Regions from separate parts of the Drosophila melanogaster genome. Here all the other regions are linked to region 1. Evidence: chromatin contacts called from public Hi-C and targeted proximity ligation data. All regions are on one chromosome and are shown on one strand. The core of a region is the stretch at or near the end of the contact, and the rest is flanking DNA. Distances in the headings are between cores, read along the strand shown. Region 1 holds the start of klu (klumpfuss). Region 2 holds the start of lncRNA:CR45169 (long non-coding RNA:CR45169). Region 3 holds the start of CG43245.

Region 1 (3,337 bases), core at 430-2,929:
GCTAGCAACCAGCAACTTGCAACAAGCAACTAGCAACTAGCAACTTGCAACTTCTGTTGCATACAGATCAGTTGATGTTGTTGCTGCCCGTGTCTCGAGTTGCTGGAATTAATTAATATTGCACTTTTGAAGCGCGTGCATACAAATTTGTCAGCCAGACGGGCAGTTCTTCGGCTCAGGTGTAGACAATTGGCATAGTTCACATAGAGAGAGAGAGAGAGAGAGATAGAGAGAGGGAGTGCAGCCCAGCTCTGCTTTTGGCCAAGATGGGCAATTAAAATTCCCCGAGACTGGCTAAAACTGGAAGTGGGAATCTGGAGCTGCAACTGGATGTGAGGAAACTGGGGCTAAGGGTCCTAGTACTATCTTTCTACCAGGCTCTCTATCTCACTCGCTTTTGTGTGCGTCAATTTGCCAGGCACACGATCTGCAGATCGGCGATGTCAAGTTGCTGCTGCGATTGACGTCAATATAGATAGAGTCAATATGGCATGGGAGTGAGATGAGATTGGGATGATGATGATGATGATGATGATGATGATGTGGATGATGCCACTGGAGGGGGCCCGTGCTGATATGGACTCATCATCAGTCCATCATTCATGGGTGCAATCGATTGCAGCACACACATACATATGTACATATGTATATAGCATATAGCCGCCGATCTGATATTACGCTGAGTGTTATGGTAAACCGATCCTATTCGTAACTGGAGCTCAGCTTTTGACACATTTCGACCAACCAAACAGCACAGCTGAGATGGCACTTTATAGTTTTTTTTCTTTCGGCTGTCCAAATGACTAAGCCGTCGGCAAATTGAGCGATCTCGCGAACTCACCTTTAATTTTTTTTTTTTTTTTTGTAGGAGGGGAATTATCCAAGCATTATCCAATTTGTAGCTTTTGCCTTCGGGGTGGCAAAACACATTTAACAAATATTTTTTAGGCTGCGTTGTGTAAACTCTAATTGCTAATATCAAAATATCACACTTCTTTTATTTTTATGTATTATTTGTGCTTATGCTGCGTTTGCGTGTTTGGCTTATTGTGTGTTTTGCGGCTTTAATTGATTTATATTACTTAATGGGCTGTTAAGACACACACTTTTCACTTGATTTTAAATGATTTGGCGAGTTTAGTTTACGGATTTCTAGGCGTTTAGATACTTTGCAGCTTGCCACTATTAGATTTCGAATTGCTGTTGTTGCACGCGCGATCGTTATTGTTGCAGTTGCAGTTGCAGTTGCAGTTTTGGGCTGCAGTTTCGTGCTGTCGTGTTTCGCGGTCTCGTCGCGTCAACGTGCGAATAACAAATAACGAAAACGTACGAAAAGATTTTCACTGCAAGAGGTTGGTTTTCCCGACGTGGCGTCGTCGTCGGCGTCGGCAGAGCTTCGGCAGCAGCGACGGCAACACCGAACCACCAAGACCTATCCAAACCAACCACTGAAACTCTCTTCGCGGAGAGAGAGAGAAAGAGAGTTTTTTGTGTGGCGGGTTGGAGGGGGAGTCTGTAAGCGCACTGCGAAGATTACGTTACGTTCGGATATATTTTCTATATATTTTTCTTTTTTTTTGGGTCCGAAAAAGACGCGTCTTGGTTATTCAGCACTGAAGAATTTGCGGCAGCGCGTGCGGAGCGTCGATGAACCTGAACCGACACTGCCCAGCAAGAAACTGACTTCTGAGTAGAGTCGCCACTCGTACAGCGACGATACCAGGCACCAATACCATCGCACCGAGAGACACCCACACCGAGGCAAACAGGCGGCGGTATCTGTGTGTTAGTGCCGACTGTTGGCCTCTCATTCGCCGGATAAAGTCGCGAGAGAGCGAGAAAGAGCAGCACGTGCAGTGGAGATTTCTCTAGTTCTTTTTTTTTTTTTTGTGTTCCGCTTTTCTCGGTGGGAGCTGCTCGAAGAGCTTCTCCTCCCACTCTCCGCCCGCCCGAGCAGTTGTTGTTTATGGCTGCGTGGGCTTCTAATTGCTCAAAACTCTATGCCAATGGGGGCACTCGGCTGCATTTGGCGCTTTTGGGTCGCCAGTTGCGAGTCGAGCTCCGAATAGGCACCTCCCACTTCCACCGACTGGCGTTATATAACATCGAATGCGAAGATAAGCTAACGAAATCCGAATCCAAGCGGATGTCTTTTCCACTGTCTTGCAGAAGGCGAAGGCAAATAGAAGCAGCGCTCGTTGAATCCTTTGGGAAGTTGGCCGGCTTTTAGGTCACTTTTCGCATCCTTCGAGCAATATATGTCACTTAATTGAGCCCTTTCTTCTTAATACAGCATTTCATTTTCATTTGAGTTCTAAACTAAACTAAACTTACATTGCTCAGAAGCCAAAAAATTTTGATTTATGCGTTTAGTACTTTATCGACTTTAAGGGCCTTCTAATCTTAGAAACAATTACAAAACAATTTCAAATATATAATTTATTAAAATGTTTTACAAATAGTAATAGCAGCGTTTTTAGTTACAGTTTAAAACTCAAACATTCTCTAAAGCAAAAATGTAAATTCAATACTTTTTGATTGAAATTTAATTAGTCTAGTTTTTAATAATTCTTGGCTTTGAACTTATTTTCTTTTAAAAATAATATAATATTCTTAATTGGAACTCTTTTTTGTTTAACTTCGCAAAAAAATTAAAGCGCTACAAAATGATCTAAAATATATATTTGTTTAATTTTAGACTTTCATTTGTACCCATGAAGTTATTTTTGTCTAACATGCATATAAGCCAACTTGCATTATAAGAAAATCGCAGTTGACTGATTTTGAGCCGCATTGAAGGCCCGGATAAAATCGTCGGATAAACTCTCTCACCTATACCACACACACGTTTCGCTCGCACACAGATACAGTTTCGGTCTCTCTCTCTGCGCTCGTGAGAATCGAAATGCCGGCAAAACAACTTCACAGATACGATATCTGAACTTGAAATGCCGATGCACGAGAGAGAGAGAGAGCGCGCTCTCTCTCTCTTTGCACACCGTGTGTGCGGTTGTGTGTGTGGCGCAGCTGCCGAGGTGTCAGTGTATCTGTGTGCGCCTCCATCCAGGTGTGTATGTGTGTGTTTACAAAACAAAACTGAATTGAGAAAAAACCAAAAAAAAGAAAAAACAAAGCAAAAGCATGCCAAGGCAGCAACAACACAATTTGTGAATGAACGAATAGTGGCGCACTCACACACACACGCACACGCAGATACTCAACCCACACCACTATCTCTAAGTGTGTGTGTGTGTGATTGTGGGCAGGGAAAATAAACGCGTTTACGCGATTCGTACAAAATTCGTGGGTCTTTCAAAAAAGAGAAGCACTGCAAAGA
Region 2 (3,226 bases), core at 363-2,862, 160 kb before region 1:
GTAGGCAAGCAGTTGGGTAGTCACTCAGATTCAGATTCAGATTCCGAATCCGAAAGCGATTCGGCGTCGCATGCAAACGCAAAAACAAAACAAAATGAAATTATCATTGACCGCCGATCATGATCATCATCGCGATGGAATACGAACACCATCGTCATCTGCCTTGTATCTGTGTGCGTTTTGGAGGTGATCTGCTCTACTATATCTCTCTGCTCTGATATGATCGCAAGCTGACTGATCCATTTGGGCGATGACTGCGATGAGTGGATTATTCTATGACGACGGTGATTTTGGAAGGTGAACACTTAGGGTTTTGTTTGGATTACCTTCATTAGATGACAAAGAAGAATCACTCACCATATAATTTTGGAAAAAAGGCGATTAATTGCGTATTCTGTATAATTTAATGTTCACTTTAAATTAGAAGTGGCGTTAAACTGTTTTTTTTTTTTTCAATTTTAATTCACTTAATATTAACAATAATGGCGGACTTAAATTACCTTACAAAGTTTAAGAATTATTATTAGTAATTTAACGAAAGGTATTAAATGGTAAATATCATTCCTATTTTAGTTCAATAAAACCCAATATTTTTAAAATAAGAAATTTGTTCTTAGCAATAAGTACGATCAGTTTCGAAAATTGATTTCAAAATTATATTCCAACTTATAAATTTAATGGTGCTTAGGATTTAAATAGTTTTCTTTGAAGATTTTATGTGCCCAATCTGATCCCAGATAAATTTGACCATCTCTAACTTCGGTTTTCCCATCACCACGCATTTTTCCGAAGGAATTTTCCTCTCTGTTTGTTGTTGTTGTTGTTGTTGCTGTGTTGTACTTGATTGTGGCATAATTTCTCGCTCGCCTCCATTTATACAATCCCTCACTGTCCGTCTCTATCGCACCCCTAGCCCCATCCCCCTCGCACTCTTCACAACCAAGTGCAACGCATAAATTTTTTATTTGTTTGGTATTCATCTTATTTCGTTTAATGTATTTTTATTTTCAGATTTTTTGTTGGCTTGTGTTTTCCATATTTCCTTTTTCTTTCAGCTTGTTTGGTGTTTTTAAGATAATTTTGTTGGTGAAGAGGGCAAGTTGTTGTTGTTGTTGGTGTTGGTATTGGTATTGGTATTGTTGTTGTTATTGCGCATAAGTATTTTGTGTGTTAATTTGTTCGTCGTTGGTGTGGTTGACGGGTTGGTTCAGTCATTCAACTATATAAAGTATTGTCGTTCCTTCTTCCTCTCATTTATTATTCGTTTCGTTTCGATTTCGTTTATGTACAACGCACTTTTCACTTTGTTGTTCGTTATTCGTTGTTTGTTTGTTGTCGATCGTTGTTTTTATTTATCGCTCTTGTTGTTGCGCTTTTGAAGCGTGGGCATGTGGCATCCACTTTTGTTGTAATTGCGTCGGGTAACTGCATGAATAATTATTAAGTTATTCGAGGAGGGTCGTAAAATGAGGGGTATGCAGATGTACTGCACTCACTCGCACTCACCCCAAAAATTTATGGGATTTCTCCCTGATATCCGACTTATTTTTAGACGTGCTCAATCATTTCTTGGGGGGCAGCATAATTAATCGACAAACAAAATAGGGTCTTCTAAAGGAATGGATTCTAAAATCAAAATGCAACATAAAGCAAATACTTCAAATATTTCAAAAACTCCTCAATATTACTACAATACCATTTTAGAATAGTATTAACATTTGTATTCATTTGCTCATAATATTATATTCCAAATATGCTCATTTCCATAATCTCCCATCATAATTTGTATTCAGCATTTGCTGACAATAACATTAAAATTCAATTACTTTCAACCACCACTTCCTGAAATTTGATCTTCTTGCACGAACTGAAAAATTAAATCTTCAATCCAATTTTCAATCTCCTGATATTTCAACTCGCTGCCGAAACACCGAAATCAATTTTAATCTCTAATAAAACCCAATTTAACACTGTTAAGCCTGCCTGCAGGAATAGCCCAAGCCAAATGGTGTTTTCTGTGGCTTTAATTAGGCTTATTAAAAGAGAAGTTATGCGCCCGGTGTTAAGCCACCATTGCCGTATCAATTTACCGCACACGGAAAAGGCAAAAAACAAAAAAACACCCAGAAAACTCCAGAAGTTGTATTACAACGCTCACAAAAAAGAAAAGGAAAAAAAGAGAGCGGGAAAGAGGAAAAACATTTTCATTCATTTCAAATGCGAGAACAGGAATCGAGAGAGCTAAATAGAAATTCCGATGGTGGAAGCCATCATCATCATCACCATTGCCATCATCACCATTGCCATCGCCATCGCCATGTGGCTCATCCTCATCCACTTCTTGGATGTCTTGAGGCTTCTTTTTCGGGCTCTTTTCTCTCGGCGGCGTTGTGATATTTATGTTTTCATCAAAAGAGCAGGCGAACAATCAAAATGCGCTGCACTCGACTCCAGAGCAGAGACCCAATGAAAAACACACAGATGCAGATGCAGATACAGATACAGATACGGATACGGGTGCGGGTTTGGGTTCGAGTTCGAGTTGGGTATTACTACAGCTGCAGCTGCAGGTACAGATACAGATACTTCTGGTGCAGATACAGATACAGATGCAAGTGAACTGAACTAAGGTGAAGTGAAGAAACTACAAGCAGACAGACGGCATCAGGCAGCAGGCAGCGCTTTAACCTCATATTTATCCAACAGATACTTATAGCGGAGCGCAAAAAAGCAAGCAGCGACAAAAGAAATGAAGGCCCCACAGTACCCACCAAAGTCCCCATAACACTGAACACAATGCAAACTCATTTTCATTTGTTTAAGATTGATACATATTTTATTTAATTTTATAAACGCATCATTTTTCTTTGGGTCAAATTTTCAGTTTTGATATTACCGCACTATATTATAATTCAAATTAAAAAACATCAATCAAAAAAAATTGTAAAATTACAGCCTAGTTTACTTTATTTTATTATAGTATCATTCAAATTGTTGCCAAAATCTATATCAAGAGTTTTCTTACTTCCCATTTAGGTTGTATTATAATTAAACAACAAAGATTAAATTGAGCAAATTAGTTGATAATTTTTTTGCGTTAATTTCAAATTAAACATAACTTCATGCCGATCTTAATTCGAATTTCAAAGTGATTGGATTAAAAAAGCAGCTCTTTTTCATTTTTGACCTCGATAAATATCAAAAATATAAAAAAAAAAGATCGAGT
Region 3 (3,489 bases), core at 730-3,229, 240 kb before region 1:
AATAAAAAAACCTTTTCAGTCCCATTTGCTGCCCCTTAACACATTTTCCCATTCTTCGTTTGTTGATTTCCCCCTAGGAGAACCCAATGAAAAGGTGCCACAATAGAGGCGCAGTGAGAAGAAAGCATTAGAATGGCATTTCTTTCATGAATGGATCACATTTTCTTTACTTTCCGTCCTGTGTTCTAGTCTGTTCTGTTCTTCTTTCCGGAGAATGTTGGAAAACTTTGGTCGATCGACGATTGTCGTGTGTAAACAGCGTGCAAAGCGGTCATAAAAATGTGGCCAGCGGCACTCGAGGTCACATGATTAGTGTCACATTAGTTGAAGGAGTAGAGTGAAGGGGTATTCTCGATGGACGGGGGAAAGGTAATGGCCAGAGGATGGGGGGAATTAAGCAGTCGGCTTTATATCAAAAGCCAGAAGAGGGAAACCCGTTGAGTGGCTTTTACATACTCGAGATGTAAAATATATTCCTGCACTTATTGCTAAAATATGTATGTTGCCAGCAAATTATGAATGCACTAAGGCGAAAATAAATCACCCTAATATGTGTAGTGTATTGGAAAACGTAATGCATTTTGCATCTAGATGTTTGTTTTCGAGGCAGTCACATTAACTATAAATACAATAGTATTTCATTTAATAGTTTGTATTTATATTATACGCTAATATAATTTTAAAGTTATATGGTTGGCTATTTAAATCCTTCAAGAGCTTGTATTAATTTAGCTGTTGTAACATTTATGTTGTTCCTTAATATAAGCCCATTACAGAAACCCATGTCGTCTTATCTTATTTTTAGATTCTTTGTATAAATTAACAAACAGCTAAATGTGCACATTATTTCACACACTTTAGTTAGATTAACACCTAGGATTATTTATAGTTTTGGTTAGTCATCGCAATCTCTTGTGGTTGGATGTTGTTAATCAACTTCCCTTTGCAGCCGACCAACTCGATCACTGAACCTATAAGCCCTACTCTTCCCTTCTTTATGGTCATAAATGTATGTCAATTATTGTTAAAATACCTCATAAAAGCTGCTCAATATTTTGCCTGCTTACGTCCAAAGCCCACGATGCGGTTTTAGTTGTTATTGTCGTCGGTTTTTTTTTAAATATTTTTTTTTTTTTGCTGGTCCCAGGAAGGAAACAGCCGTGACAGATGTTAAACCGCATCGTACAGGAACCAGGATCCTGGACAATTGCAGGACCTCATTGGCAGCTTGTCGAGTGCAGCACTCTCGAGTTTAACCCTTCCGGTGCGAACTCATACCAGAACTCATACCCCCCTTCCCCTCGGCAAGAAGAAAAGGGGTGATAAAACCCATTTAATACGACCTCGATTCGAAAGTGATCGCCAGCTTTCCCAGCGAGCTAATCAATCGAACGAATGTCTTCCGAATCCAACAGCCACAAATAAATTGAGAACAACACACCGCCGAAGAAGCGGAAAAAAAAGAAAGGCCACCGAAAAACAAGTTAGAAATCTTTTTGTTTTCCATTTATTTCTCCTCTTTTTTTTTTTGTTTTTCAGTTGCAGCGACGTCGTCGACGCATCATTAAAATATTTTCCACTCTTTGCTTGGTTGTTTGGTGTTAAATCAAAAACCACTTGAACGAAATAAAATCTTTCTCATAGTCCGCGGTCGCACAATGGCCAAATGGTATGGATGGTATGGTATAGGGGGGAGTCGCAAACAAATTATGAGAACGTTTCGGGATCAAGTCGACAAGAATGTTTTCTTTTTCTCGTTTCAGCGTTGGGTTCAGTTCAGTTCAGTTCAGCTCAGCTCAGCTCAGCTCGGATCGGTTTAGTTCTTTTGGGCTCTTTTGTTGTCCGACGATGTCGTTGTTGTTAAATTGATGACAACAACATAAGAAATGCTGAAGCGTGCGCTTCAAAAATGTATCTGCATGGTCGACGGAGATACAAAAAGCAAAGCCCGAGATACATTTCGGTGTGCTGACCGTTTTGCGTATCCGTGACGATTTCTTTCCCGTTTACCTGTGCGACACAGACCCAAAAAGCAGACAATAAATCAATAATCAAGCCGCCGTGAGAGGGAGATGGGTTGCTGGACGGATGGATGGATGGATGGATAGCTGTATGGATGGACGGATTGGTACGGAATCGGATTCAGAATCAGAATCAACTGGTATCGAGAAGAGGCGAGTCTGGGGCCTTATCATCATTATTCAAAGCGAGCCACCAACGCCGCCGACACATTGAAATGGGTATAGAAAAATAATAATAATAATAATAACGAGAACAACAAACAGAGACCGAGGGAAAACAAAACAGAAACAAATCGAACAAAAACGAGTTCCTAGAGTTTCTAAAAAGCCATAAAACGACGACGAGTTTTGATTTGATTTTCGAGATCCAATCGACTGGCATAGAACACATGTACGGGTATGTAAAAAATACATTTCAATTCACACTCAGCCCATTCGACTGGGGTTCCATTAAAAAAAAAACAAACCTCCAGCCCAGACGGACCAAACACAAAAATGCGTGGATGCTGTGGGAGAGAGTTGGACAGAACACATATTCTGGACGGAAACCTCGACGGAGGCAGCAACTCGTCATCGGTCATATCAGGTTCGGGGATTCGGGTTACACAGGGCGAGAAAATAGTAGATCAAATTATAATGAATTATTTAATATTAATTGTCATTAATTTAAAGAAACTGCAAACTTTTATTTCAAGAACTGACTATGGTCATATCATAATTTTAAGATAATTGGTATATCTTAGATTTATCATAATTGAATTAGCAAGAATACTTTTGCTATGCATTTTTAAAAATTTTTCTTTATTAATTTTTTCTTGCAGTGCAGAAAGAAAGAGCAGTGCGACTGAGTCCAGTGGCAGCCCACGCCCGCGTTATGATTTTGTGGCCATTTTATAACTAACAGCATTCCAGCGGCGCCGACAACTGAGCCCAAAGTCCCCAGTTCAGTTCAAGTCCCCCCATCCACGGATCCCATCCCAGTTTTAAGACCCCAAACCCAAAAGGGCCGGGCCACACACATCGATGGTTTAGCTGATGACGACGATGATGACCGCTTTGTGCCGCAGGAAGGAGTTGGGGGCCAAGTGCATTGGAAACGCCGTCTGGTGACAGAAGCGGCAACGGGAGCAGAATCAACCATTCGAGAAGGAGGATGTTAAGGACCGATCGGACGATCGAAACCTGTTGGGGTTACGATAGGGATACCCATTCCATTACCTGCTAACTCGACCGTTTTTATACCCTTTAATACGAGTGGGAAAGGTAAAAGTATGATAGAATAATCAAATAATCCCATTTGGATTAATTTTAAAATAAAAGTATTAATTTCCCAACAGGAGAATGCAATCTATATAAAATGTAAGAAGCCTGGACAAAAAGCTTCGAGTCTGTCTTTAAAAGCCGTTTGAGAAGATTAAGAACGCAATAAAATGAAAATAAATATTTGGAAAAGTCGTAAACTTATAGC

The links. Hi-C and Micro-C count contacts between places; a contact is called where the count stands out from the background.
Region 2: a targeted proximity ligation map of the Kc167 cell line shows a contact between it and region 1, with 3 times the contacts expected there. A contact is called at or near these places in 2 of 107 Hi-C or Micro-C datasets (the Kc167 cell line and eye imaginal disc) and 2 of 7 datasets of targeted methods (both in the Kc167 cell line).
Region 3: a Hi-C map of the Kc167 cell line shows a contact between it and region 1, with 3 times the contacts expected there.

What each region holds. Positions count from the first base shown.
Region 1 is chr3L:11,007,509-11,010,845 of dm6, forward strand. klu (klumpfuss) reads right to left here and starts at 1,680. Exons shown (of 3, transcript NM_001300095.1): 1 at 842-1,680.
Region 2 is chr3L:10,849,078-10,852,303 of dm6, forward strand. lncRNA:CR45169 (long non-coding RNA:CR45169) reads right to left here and starts at 1,613. Exons shown (of 2, transcript NR_124862.1): 1 at 1,507-1,613; 2 at 993-1,425. All of the region lies in intron 1 of tna (tonalli), which reads left to right.
Region 3 is chr3L:10,769,946-10,773,434 of dm6, forward strand. It overlaps CG43245, which reads left to right and starts at 1,980. Exons shown (of 4, transcript NM_001274759.1): 1 at 1,980-2,418; 2 at 2,495-2,607; 3 at 2,843-3,284; 4 at 3,359-3,454. The coding sequence starts at 2,411. The coding sequence ends at 2,922.